Regions from separate parts of the Sus scrofa genome. Here region 1 is linked to region 2. A link is a contact called in public HiChIP or PLAC-seq data. All regions are on one chromosome and are shown on one strand. Each heading gives the region's core, a stretch centred on a gene start, on an enhancer-like site or on the middle of the called end of the contact. The rest is flanking DNA. Distances are from core to core; before and after follow the strand shown. Region 1 overlaps ITSN1 (intersectin-1). Region 2 overlaps CRYZL1 (crystallin zeta like 1).

Region 1 (5,771 bases), core at 620-3,119, 170 kb before region 2:
AAACTGCCAAGAAGAAAAGCTGTAAAACACACAGGAACGTAGCTTTCACGACGAGAATGTACACGCAACACTGCAAATGAAATACTGCGCAAGTAAGTCCGTGGGTTATGATCCAGCAATCCTACTCCTGGGCATATATCCAGACAAAGCTGTAATTTGAAAAGATACATGTCCCCTTATTTCACAGCAGCACTATATGCAAAAGCCAAGATATGGAAATGAACTAAATGCCCATCAGAGATGAATGGATAAAGAAGATGTGATACATACATATACGGATACACACACATACATAATGGAACACACACACACGCACACTCACACATAATAGAATACTACTCAGTCATAAAGAAGAATGAAATAATGCCATTTGCAGCAACATGGATGGACCTAGAGATTGTCATACTAAGCGAAGCCAGAACGATAAAGACAAATAAATGCCATGTGATATCAATTACATGTGGAATATAAAATATAACACAGGAGTTCCCATTGTGGCTCAGCAGTAAAGCACCCAACTAGTATCCATGAGGATGTGGGTTTGATCCCTGGCCTTGCTCAATGGGTTAAGGATCTGGCGTTGTCGTGAGCTGTAGCATAGGTCACAGACATGGCTCAAGTCCCACATTGCTGTGGATGTGGCTGTGGCTACGGCCAGCAGCTGCAGCTCTGATTCGACCTAGCCTGGGAACTCCAGATGCTGCAGGTGCGACCCTAAAAAGCACAACAAACAAACAAAGAAAAAAAAAACATAAAAAACTTATCTACAAAACAGAAACAGACTCAGACACAGAACAGACTCGTGGTTGCCAAGGGGGAGAGGGTGGTGGGGGTTTAGGATTAGCAGACACAAACTATTATGTATAGGACGGATTAACAAAAAGGTCCTACCTACTGTACAGCACAGGGAACTACACTCAATATCCTATGACAAACCATATTAAAAAAAAACGTGAAAAAGAATATAAACACACACACACATATATATGAATTGCTTTGCTGTACAGCAGAAATTAACACTGCAAATTGACTATACTTAAATAAACTTTTGTTGTTGTTGTTGTTGCTGTTGTTGCTGCTATTTCTTGGGCCGCTCCCGCGGCATATGGAGGTTCCCAGGCTAGGGGTCGAATCGAAGCTGTAGCCACCGGCCTACGCCAGAGCCACAGCAACGCAGGATCCGAGCCGCGTCTGCAACCTACACCACAGCTCACAGCAACGCCGGATCGTTAACCCACTGAGCAAGGGCAGGGACCGAACCCACAACCTCATGGTTCCTAGTCGGAGTTCCATGATGGGAACTCCATAAACTTTAAAACACAGCAATGGTCCATGAGCAATGGGATCACTGAGGGGACACACACATTTACCTGCACACAAGTAGCTCCACAGAACTGAAGCAGAAAGCAATAGGTGACTTTGAACCCTTGAGGTAGTAACCATCCCTTATTAAGGGACAGGTTCTATATATTTTACTGAATCCAACTACTTTGTTTTCTGAAGGAGCTGACACAAAGAGATAAACTGCAATTAAATCTAGGCCTTGGAAAGTCTGATGGCATCAACCCGAAATCTGTAGAAAAGACCGGAAATGATTTTTTCCTCATTCCATAATATTTTATAAAATCAGAAAATACTTTAAGTGATTATACTTTAGGTGAAACTAATGTGCAATAGGAACTGGTATCACTAATAATAACTAGTCCTCCACGTTTGTTCACTACTTTAACCCTTATACTAGGTAGGGAGGGCCTACCATTATCACCTGCTTTCTGCAGATAAGAATAATGACAGAGAAGGAGGAATAACCCAGGCAGCCTGGTTCTCAAGTCCACACCCTAAACTGCTGGTCTGTGACGTGACTAATGCACACAGGTCATCATCTCCTGGAATTAGGAAACTGCCAAGGGAACATAATGTAAACAAATAAAACTTCTATTCTCATTTCTTAAATATTATACTTATTTCCTCCCTGGATAAATGTGAAGATTAAGTGCAGTAGAATTCTTTTTTTTTTTTTTCCTTTTGTCTTTTTAGGGCCACACCCGAGGCACATGGAGGTTCCCAGGCTAGAGATCCAATCAGAGCTGTAGCTTCTGGTCTACACCACAGCCACAGCAAGGGGGGGATCCGAGCTGAATCTGCCACCTACACCACAGCTCACGGCAATGCTGGATCCTTAACCCACTGATCGAAGCCAGGGATCAAACTCACAACCTCATGGTTCCTAGTCGGATTCATTTCCGCTGTGCCAAGATGGGAACTCCCAGTAGAATTCTTTTTAATTTAAATCTGAAGCATTTCACTTACAATTTTCAAAACATCTTTTAAGAAAGCATAAAAGGAGTTCCTGCTGTGGCACAACAGGATCGGCAGTGGCATCTTGGGAGCAGTGGGACACGGGTTCGATCCCCGGCCTGGTACAGTGGGTTAAGGATCCAGCATTGTCACAACTGTGGCTTAGGTCTTGACTGTGGCCCTGGCTCAGAAACTCCATATGCCTCAGGACAGCCAAAAAAAGAAAAAGAAAAAAAAAAGAGAGAGAAAAAAAGCATAAAAAACTTTTTGGAGGGGTAGGGAGATTGCTATTCGTAACAACAACAAAACCACAATAAAATTTTCTTATAAAGGTCAGCCTTTTTTTTTTTATGGCCACACCCATGGCATGTGGCAATTCCTGGGCGAGGGATTGACTCCATACTGCAGTTGCAGTAACGTCAGATCTTCACCTGCTGCACCACAAGGGAACTTTCAAGATCATCATTTATAAAAGCACATAACCATGTAATTTCTGAAGTTAAATTCTGGGTACTATTTATCATAAAACTATAAGCAGAAAATTGAGACTTTCTGTATCATGACACTGTGTGTTTATTTCAACTCTGAAGGAATGCAAAACTCCGGGGCAGTATATTGTAAATAATAAACTTTGGCGACAAAAAAAGAATGGAGGGAGTTCCTGTAGTGGTGCAGTGGAAACAAATTTGACTAGGAACCATGAGGTTTCGAGTTCGATCCCTGGCCTCGCTCAGTGGGTTAAGGATCTGGTGTTGCAGTGAGCTGTGGTGTAGGTCGCAGATGCAGCTTGGATCCCAAGTTGCTGTGTCTATGGCTGTGGCTGGCAGCTGTAGCTCTGATTCAACCCCTAGCCCAGGAACCTCCATATGCCAAAGGTGTGGCCCTAAAAAGCAAAAAAAAAAGAAAAGAAAAAAGAAAAGAATGGAGTTGGAGCTAATCAACACACTCAAGGAATTATTCCTTGGGACATGGTCCTAAACCTACCCCCAAAGAAAACCATAAAATAGTCCTGTAAATTGGTTTGCAAACCTAGTTACCAACACACAGGCATGAAAAAACAAAAAAACAAGATACTAGCATGCACTCATAACAAAAGCGTAGAAGTGCACCTTGGCAGTTAAACTGAGTTCAGCCCAGTAAAAGTCAATGACTTGCCTAAAGTATCTATTTCTTCATCTTTTTTGTCTGATTTGAATAACCAGTTTTTCGAATTTACTGTATATCATTGGGATATTTGATTCTTTTTATTTCTTAGGACCCTAAAACCAGTTTGAAGCGGAAAAAGCAAAATATCCAATAACGAAATCAGACACACCAAAAGTTAAGCGATACATTTCTACAATCTCCTACAAACGTAACAAATAAAAATGAAAGACTACAAAGACAAATACTCAAACGAAACCAAAACAAAAATGCATCTGTGTTCTCAGCAGCAAGAGTACTTTTTTCTCCATTTGTGCTCAAGTTTAATTGCGGTTGAAAAAATGGCACGCGGTCAGGCCAACTGAAGAAACCCACCGTATATGGCCAGGGACCTCGGGGACTTTGATTTCAAACCCAGGACTCAGAGGGCCACTGTTATTAAAAGGCTGTGAACTGGAAACGTATTTTGGTATTGGCATGCAAATGAGCATCCCAAGCAGTCCAATTTCCCTGTATAAGTCCATTTATCTACACAGCCATAGCCTGAGAGAGCTCTGGGAACTCATCAGAAACTTCAGGGGGTATTTATACAGGCAAAGATTTATATATGCATGTGTTTGCACTAACACACGCGTATATATAGTGCATCTGGAGAAGCCCGGCAAAGAACAGTAAATACTCCAAGTGCCTTCCAGATGGGTCCGTGAGCCACAGAAAAGACTCACCTTTGGGCTTCTTCTTTTTGCTTTTCTAATTCTATGATCTTTCGCTCTTGTTCTTTCTGTTTCAGTCGTTCAGCCTCTATGGACTTCTGTTTTTGGAGTTGCTGCTTATTATGGATTTCTCGGAGCTCCTGTAAATAACCAAGAAACCGTGTGTGTAACGACACGTGCCGATGGGCATTTCCACTGTTTATCAACATGCAACGTTTCCGAGGCGGGGGGGTAGCCCAGCCACATAGGCAATAACGCTTCAGGTTCGAAAAATGTTAATTTGGAGAACTTCAAATCACTCTACGCATTGACAGGACTGATCATATTTTTGAGAGCCTTACACTGTATCATGGTCCCTGAGGGGCTTCAGAAGGCATCTGCGAGGGACAAGCATTAGAGAAACTACACAGTTCCAGACTTAGTGACAACAACGGAACCAACTAATTTTAAGACACGGTGGAGTTCCCACTGTGGCTCAGTGGATTAAGAACCCAACTAGTAGTTCCTGCTTCTAGCTGTGGTGCAAAGAAATTGGCGGCATATTGGGAGCACTGGGATGCAGGTTTGATCCCTGGCCCGGCAGGGTGGGTTAAGGATAGAGCGTTGCCACAGCTGTGCCTTGGGTTGCAACTGTGGCTCAAATCTGATCCCTAGCTCAGGAATTCCATATGCCTCAGGGCAGCCAAAAACCAACCAAACACCCACCACCACCACCAAGAACCTGACTAATATCCATAAGGATGTGGATTCAAGCCCTGGTCTTGCTCAGTGGGCTAAGGATCCAGTGCTACTGCAAGCTGCAGCACAGGTGCATAGGTTACAGATGTGGCTTGGATCTGGCGTTGCTGTGGCTGTGGCGTAGGCTAGCAGCTGCAGCTCCAATTCAGCCCCTAGCCTGGGAACATCCATATGCCTCAGGTGTGGCCCTTAAAAAAAAAAAAAAAAAAAAAAAGACATGAGGATGATCATGAATGAAACCTTAAGGTTCTTTTTTTTTAATGTCCTCACCTGAGACATATGGAATATCTTGGGGCAGGGACTGAATCCAAGCTGCACCTGAGACCTACAGATCCTTCACCCACTGTGCCAGGCCAGGGATTGAAACTGCACCTCCACAGTGACCTGAGCTGCAGCAGTCAGATTCTTTTTTTGCTTTTTTTGGTCTGCACCCATAGCATATGGAAGCTCCCAAGCTAGAGGCCAAGTTGGAGCTGCAGTTGCCAGCCTAGACCACAGCCAAAGCAATGCAGGAGCCACAACACTGGATCCTCAACCCACTGAACAAGGCCAGGGATCGAACTTACATCCTCATGGATACTAGTCGGATTCATTTCCATTGTGCCACAACGGGAACTCCCGTTTTGTTTTATTTGTGTGTGTGCACGCAGTCAGATTCTTCTTCTTCTTCTTCTTTTTTTTTTTTTTTTTTTTTTTTTGCTTTTTAGGGCCACACTTGCAGCATATGGAGGTTCTGCTCCCAGGCTAGGTGTCCAGTTGGAGCTATAGCTGCCGGCCTATGCCACAGCTGCAGCCATACCAGATCCGAGCCACATCTGCGACCTACACCACAGCTCATGGCCATGCTGGATCCTCACCCACTGGGAGAGGCCAGGGATC
Region 2 (5,543 bases), core at 546-3,045:
CGCGGGTGCAGCCTAGAAAAGACAAAAAAAAAAAAAAAAAGACAAAAGATAAAAATAAAAATATATTTGATTCTCTTTCTCAGTATAGTCTTCTAACATAGCTAAGTCATAATTTCATTCCCTCTCCTTTCTTCTGCTTAGATTGTAAAAAAAATAAAAGTAAGAAGTAAAACAGCCAGAAGATAACCAATCAATCAATCATTCACTTATTCCTCATTTAATGAAGACTTGCTAAGTGCTTAGGATGTGAAGATAAATAAGACAAAGTCCCTGCCCTGCAAGAGTTCACAATCTGGGGTAGAGACAGAGATATACAGGCATGAGCAGATTATTCTGAAAGCTCCAAGGAGAGGTGCCCACCCAGCCAGAAGGTTGGGAAAGGTTCTCGGAGGAAGTCACCCAGACTGAAAGGGGCCTCAGGAGGAAAATCACACTCAGCAGAGAAGATCTCTTGAGCAAAGACACAAAAGCAAGTAATAATGTGATATATATAAGAATTACAGAGTTTGGTGTTGCTGGAACAAAATTAAGTTCTAGGCAGGAGTCATAGGCAAGGTACTTGGCAGCAGAAAAACATTTTGTCAAGAAAATTCTCCCTCAAAATTCTACTCAGAGTCATTAGAGAAGATACTGAACAAAGTATTTTAACGATATGAATGCTGATTCCTTCCCTGCCCCAAAATTAGGCAAGAGGGTAGGCGAGGGCCAGATCCATGCTGAGCTCATATCTCAGATTTGGTTGTAGAGAGAGTATTAGAGTGGCCATTGAAAGGGCAGCTTCAAAAGGGAGGCAAAGCAGGCTGTAGGCAAGAGGACTGTTTGGGTTGTAGACCAATAGGCGCAAAATGGCAAAGCCCAGAACTTAGTGGAGACAGTGGTGGCAGAGGTGGCGAATGGATCCAAGACACACTGACAGTGCAGTATCAGCAGAACTTAATAATTGACTGGACCAGGTTAATCTAAAACAGGTCAAAGCCAGGAATGGTTTACAAGATTCTGGTTAAGCTATGAATTGCTGCCACATGGATAAGGGAAGGGGATCTGATTTGGAGAAAGACCCTGAGTTTAGGATTTATACTTGCATTCAGAGTGGCTAAGTGGTATCCCCCTGGAAATATCTAGTAACTTTCAGCTCAGAGGTGAGTGATCTAGGCTGGAAATACATCGATTTGAAAGTTGTCAGTTTACAGGTTGTATTTAAAATAATAGAAAGTTGGATTGGTGCAGTGGAAACAAATCTGACTAGGAACCAGGAGGTTGCGGGTTCGATCCCTGGCCTTGCTCAGTGGGTTAAGGATCTGGTGTTGCCGTGAGCTTGGTGTAGGTCACAGACATGGCTCGGATCTGGCATTGCTGTGGCTGTGGCGTAAGCTGGCAGCTGTAGCTCCAAATGGACCCTTAGCCTGGAAAGCTCCATATGCCACGGGTATGGCCCTAGGAAGACAAAAGACAAAAATAAATAAATAAATTAAATAAAATAATAGCAAGTTGATGAGCTCATTCAGGGAGAGAGAAGTGAAAGAGCTGTACAGACAGCATAGAACCTTTGTCAGTGCCACTGTTTGAAGGACAATTAAAAATGAAGCAAGCCAAAAAGAAAGGATCAGAGTGATTTCAGGAAGACAGGAATCCTCAGCAGAAGGGAAAGAGTAAAGTACCGAAGCAAAAAGTATTGGGGATGATGGCACAGGAGGAATGCAAAGCAGCAGCAAACTGGGGCCTTTTGGTTGCCAGGGCCAGAGAGGCCACTTTTATGCAGCAGGCTTCTCGCTCACTTCCCTGCTCCACCTCAGCTTCCTCATCCGTTAAACAAGAACAGTAATGTCTGGGCGTTCCCGTCATGACACAGCGGAAGTGAGTCCAACTATGAACCATGAGGTTGAAGGTTCGATCCCTGGTCTCGTTCAGTGAGTTGAGGATCTGACATTGCTGTGGCATAGGCCGGGCAGCTGTAGCTCCTGGTTTCCTAGCTCTAGGTTTCCTATCCTGGGAACCTCCATATGCCACAGGTGTGACCCTAAAAAAAAAAAAAAAAAAAAAAAAAAAAAAAAAAAAAAAAAAAAAAAGAATAGTAATATCTGCTCAATAAGTATGCTTTGAAGATTAAATGTGATCATGTGCTAAAATTCTGGCACAAGTAGGCATTCAAGGAGGTTTGGTTTTTTTACTCCTATTTCCGACTGTAACTATCAGAACAGAAATATTCTAAAGAACTGACTGATGATGGAGACCTTTTCTCGTAACTATCCCTTCTGTATAGTGCCCCAGATTTCTTGGCACAATTCTGAATTTATTTTTGTAATCCCAAATTGAAGTAATTTTGTATGGATCTCTAACCAGAATTCCCCATTGTGCATCTGAAATTCTGCCACTAAAATAATGATGGGCTAGAGTAGCCACAGGAGGTGGGGAACCCTAGGTATCCAGTGTAATTATCGTAAGAGCTATGGACTGGGTTATTTTCCTTTTTTCCTTCATCCTTAGCTAAACAGAGAGACATCCTTCTCCAAGATATCCACAACCACATGACCCAGATTTTGTAAAGAATCCAGATTTGAAGTGTTCCATCTTGTCCTTAGAGGCTATCAAAATGTCCTAGGAGTTCTTGACCTTGTCTCTGACTTAGTGACTTTTTATCAGTCCGTAGCTTTTAAAATTTATTTTAGGAGTTCCCGTCACAGCACAGCGGAAACAAATCCAACTAGGAACCATGAGGTTACGGGTTCAATCCTTGACCTCGCTCAGTGGGTTAAGGATCCGGTGTTGCCATGAGCTGTGCTGTTGATTGCAGACATGGCTCGGATCTGGTGTTGCTGTGGCTCTGGCGTAGGCCGGCGGCTGCAGCTCCGATTAGACTCCTAGCCTGGGAAACTCCATATGCCATGGGTGCGGCCCTAAAAGGATAAAGGACCAAAAAAAATTTTTAATAGGTTATATTTAATAACCTGATAATACTGATGATTAATTTTCTCCACTCTTTAGTTGGAAGCAAGGTATCATTCTTCGAACCAGATGATGAAGTAGTTGGTAAGTTACAGGTTGTATTAGTCCTATTTCAAGCCCTCTGTTTTACTGTTGTCTCTTCCTTTTTGCTATGCAGTTGTTAATGTTTATTGCAACCTTGTGTCATATAAAAGTACTTACTCGAGTTTTGGCATTTACTCTCAAATATCCATTGATAAAGAGACTTTTGACTATTTGGCTGTAGATATGATAGATAGATGACCGGTAGTTGTTATTGTCTTTGGTGCAGCCCTTCTCTGATTGGCCCCAGCCTATAGCTAGGCTGAAGGTTCCAGAGGAAAAAAAAAGTCCCAGTTCATCTGTTTGAAGACCACAGACTGACTTGGTTGTCTCCCAGCTCCACTCTCCACATCCAACTTGAATTGTACAGAGCTTCTCCCTTACTATCCTTGAAAAACTAAAAATTTACTAGAAACTTTAAATTTTTTTAAAAAAATCCATAGTTAATGCCATTTTGCAATTTTTTTTTTTTTGGCTTTTTTTTGTCTTTTCAGGGCCATGCACTCGGCACATGAAGGTTCCCAGGCTAAGGGTCCAATCGGAGCTGTAGCCACCAGCCTACACCACAGCTCACAGCAACGCCAGATCTGAGCCGAGTCTGTGACCTACACCACAGCTCGTGGCAATGCCAGATCCTTAACCCACTGAGCGAGGCCAGGGATCGAACCTGAAACCTCATGGTTCCTAGTCAGATTCATTTCCACTGCGCCATGACAGCAACTCCATCTGTCTCATCTTTTTTAATTGCCCAAGAAGTCAGTGACATTGTATTAGTCAAGGTTCTTTTTGTAAGAGACCAGAAATAAAATCAGACTTGCTCAGGGGAAAATGGGATTTTACTGGAAGCAGACTGAACTGTGCTATAGAACCAAGCTGTGTGAAGGAGCTGTGCATTGGGGACGAGTTTAGAGAGGAACCCAGGTGCCCCCACGCTTCTGACCGGGCTCCGTACATCAGCCGCCACCATTCCCGTCACTCAGAGGTGAAAAAAGAGGAAGAAAATAGAGAGGTAGGACAGGTATTATGGTGTTCATATCAGAAAATAAACTATCCTCAGAGTTCCCATCGTGGTTCAGTGCTTAACGAATCCGACTAGGAACCATGAGGTTTCGGGTTCGATCCCTGGCCTTGCTCAGTGGGTTAAGGATCCGGCATTGCCGTGAGCTGTGGTGTAGGCTACAGATGCGGCTCGGATCCTGCGTTGCTGTGGCTCTGGCGTAGGCCAGTGGCTACAGCTCCAATTGGACCCCTAGCCTGGGAACCTCCATATGCCGCAGGTGTGGCCCTGGAAAAAACAGAAAAAAAAAAAAAAAAAAAAAAAAGATAAGAAAAAGAAAATAAACTATCCTCTTCCTAATTTCTGAAATCTCCCCTTTACCTACACTGGTAGTTATTGAAACCTTACTCGAAATTCCTCTGCAGAAAATTTGGACTAATGCTTACTGGCCTTTCATTAGAAATGAATTTATTTGGGGCTTGAATCCCTTACATTTCTCCTTGTACTTTTCAGGAATTTTACCCCTGGATTCTGAAGACCCTGGACTTTGTGAAGTTGTTCGAGTCCACGAGCATTACTTGGGTATGTGGCAGCTCCATCTTTCGGAGCTCGTTTAAGTCTTATTTCACAGATATCTGTGGGGTTTTGTAACAATGTAATTTTTTGCATCTGCCTTGAGTGTATCTAAAAAATAACTGTTGGGTGGTCACATGAATTATTACTAACTTACATCTTGTATCGATAAAATTCGTGTTCAAACTAAACAGTATGTAGACTTTTATGTTTTCCCTATCCTGCTCATGGTGAGAAGGTTGAAAAGCCATTTCTCCCTTGGCTCTGAAGGTATATCCCTAATCAGATTTTTTTACTTCTTTTTCTTGGTTATTAAGTGAAATTTTTTAGTGTATAAAATCTAGACAGTATATGTAGCATCTGAGTCAGAAAAGACTCAAGAAAGAGTTCCTGTTGTAGCACAGTGGATACAAATCCAACTAGTATCCATGAAGATACAGGTTCGATCCCTGGCTTCGCTCAGTGAGTTAAGAATCCAGCATTTCCATGAGCTGTGATGTAGGTTACAGACTTGCCTCAGATCCTGCGTTGCTGTGGCTGTGGTGTAGGCCTGCAGCTGCAGCTCCCATTTGACCCCTAGACTGTGCCAAGAGCATGGCCCTAAAAAAAAGGCAAAAGACTCAAGAACACTTGGCATCTATTGCTAATATCTTTTGACGCAGTGTTCAATTTAAATGTTAATTTACAGTTTTTCTTAGATTAATTTTATTCTTGAATATTTAAATTAAAATGAACACCACAATTAAAATACACACCACACTCTTCATGAAACCATAGTGAAAAGATGTTGGATCGCCCTAGTAATCAGGGGAAAGCAAATTAAAACCGCTTAGAGATACCATTATGCATCCATGAGACTGACAAAGTTAGGAAGTTTGACCATCCCACATGTTGGCAAGGATGTGGGCAGTTGAACCTTACATGCACAAGGAGTGTAAATTAGTACCAA

Evidence for each region. HiChIP or PLAC-seq counts read pairs in DNA pulled down with a chosen protein or histone mark.
Region 1: an H3K27ac HiChIP or PLAC-seq map of alveolar macrophages shows a contact between it and region 2. The contact joins two enhancer-like sites. A contact is called at or near these places in 1 of 47 Hi-C or Micro-C datasets (liver) and 1 of 2 datasets of contacts at active chromatin or transcription factors (alveolar macrophages).

Annotation. Positions count from the first base shown.
Region 1 is chr13:197,395,644-197,401,414 of Sscrofa11.1, reverse strand. It overlaps ITSN1 (intersectin-1), which reads right to left. Exons shown (of 42, transcript XM_021070946.1): 17 at 4,167-4,294. Among named protein-coding and RNA genes, the nearest start is that of ITSN1, 97 kb to the right of the region's middle. Within about 2 kb of position 1,869, at least 2 of the 83 cell types and tissues checked have an H3K27ac peak or open chromatin away from gene starts, as enhancers often do. A contact at or near this core is called in alveolar macrophages, where this site is marked.
Region 2 is chr13:197,224,528-197,230,070 of Sscrofa11.1, reverse strand. It overlaps CRYZL1 (crystallin zeta like 1), which reads left to right. Exons shown (of 13, transcript NM_001098596.1): 5 at 2,983-3,027; 6 at 4,535-4,603. Among named protein-coding and RNA genes, the nearest start is that of CRYZL1, 21 kb to the left of the region's middle. Within about 2 kb of position 1,795, at least 3 of the 83 cell types and tissues checked have an H3K27ac peak or open chromatin away from gene starts, as enhancers often do. A contact at or near this core is called in alveolar macrophages, where this site is marked.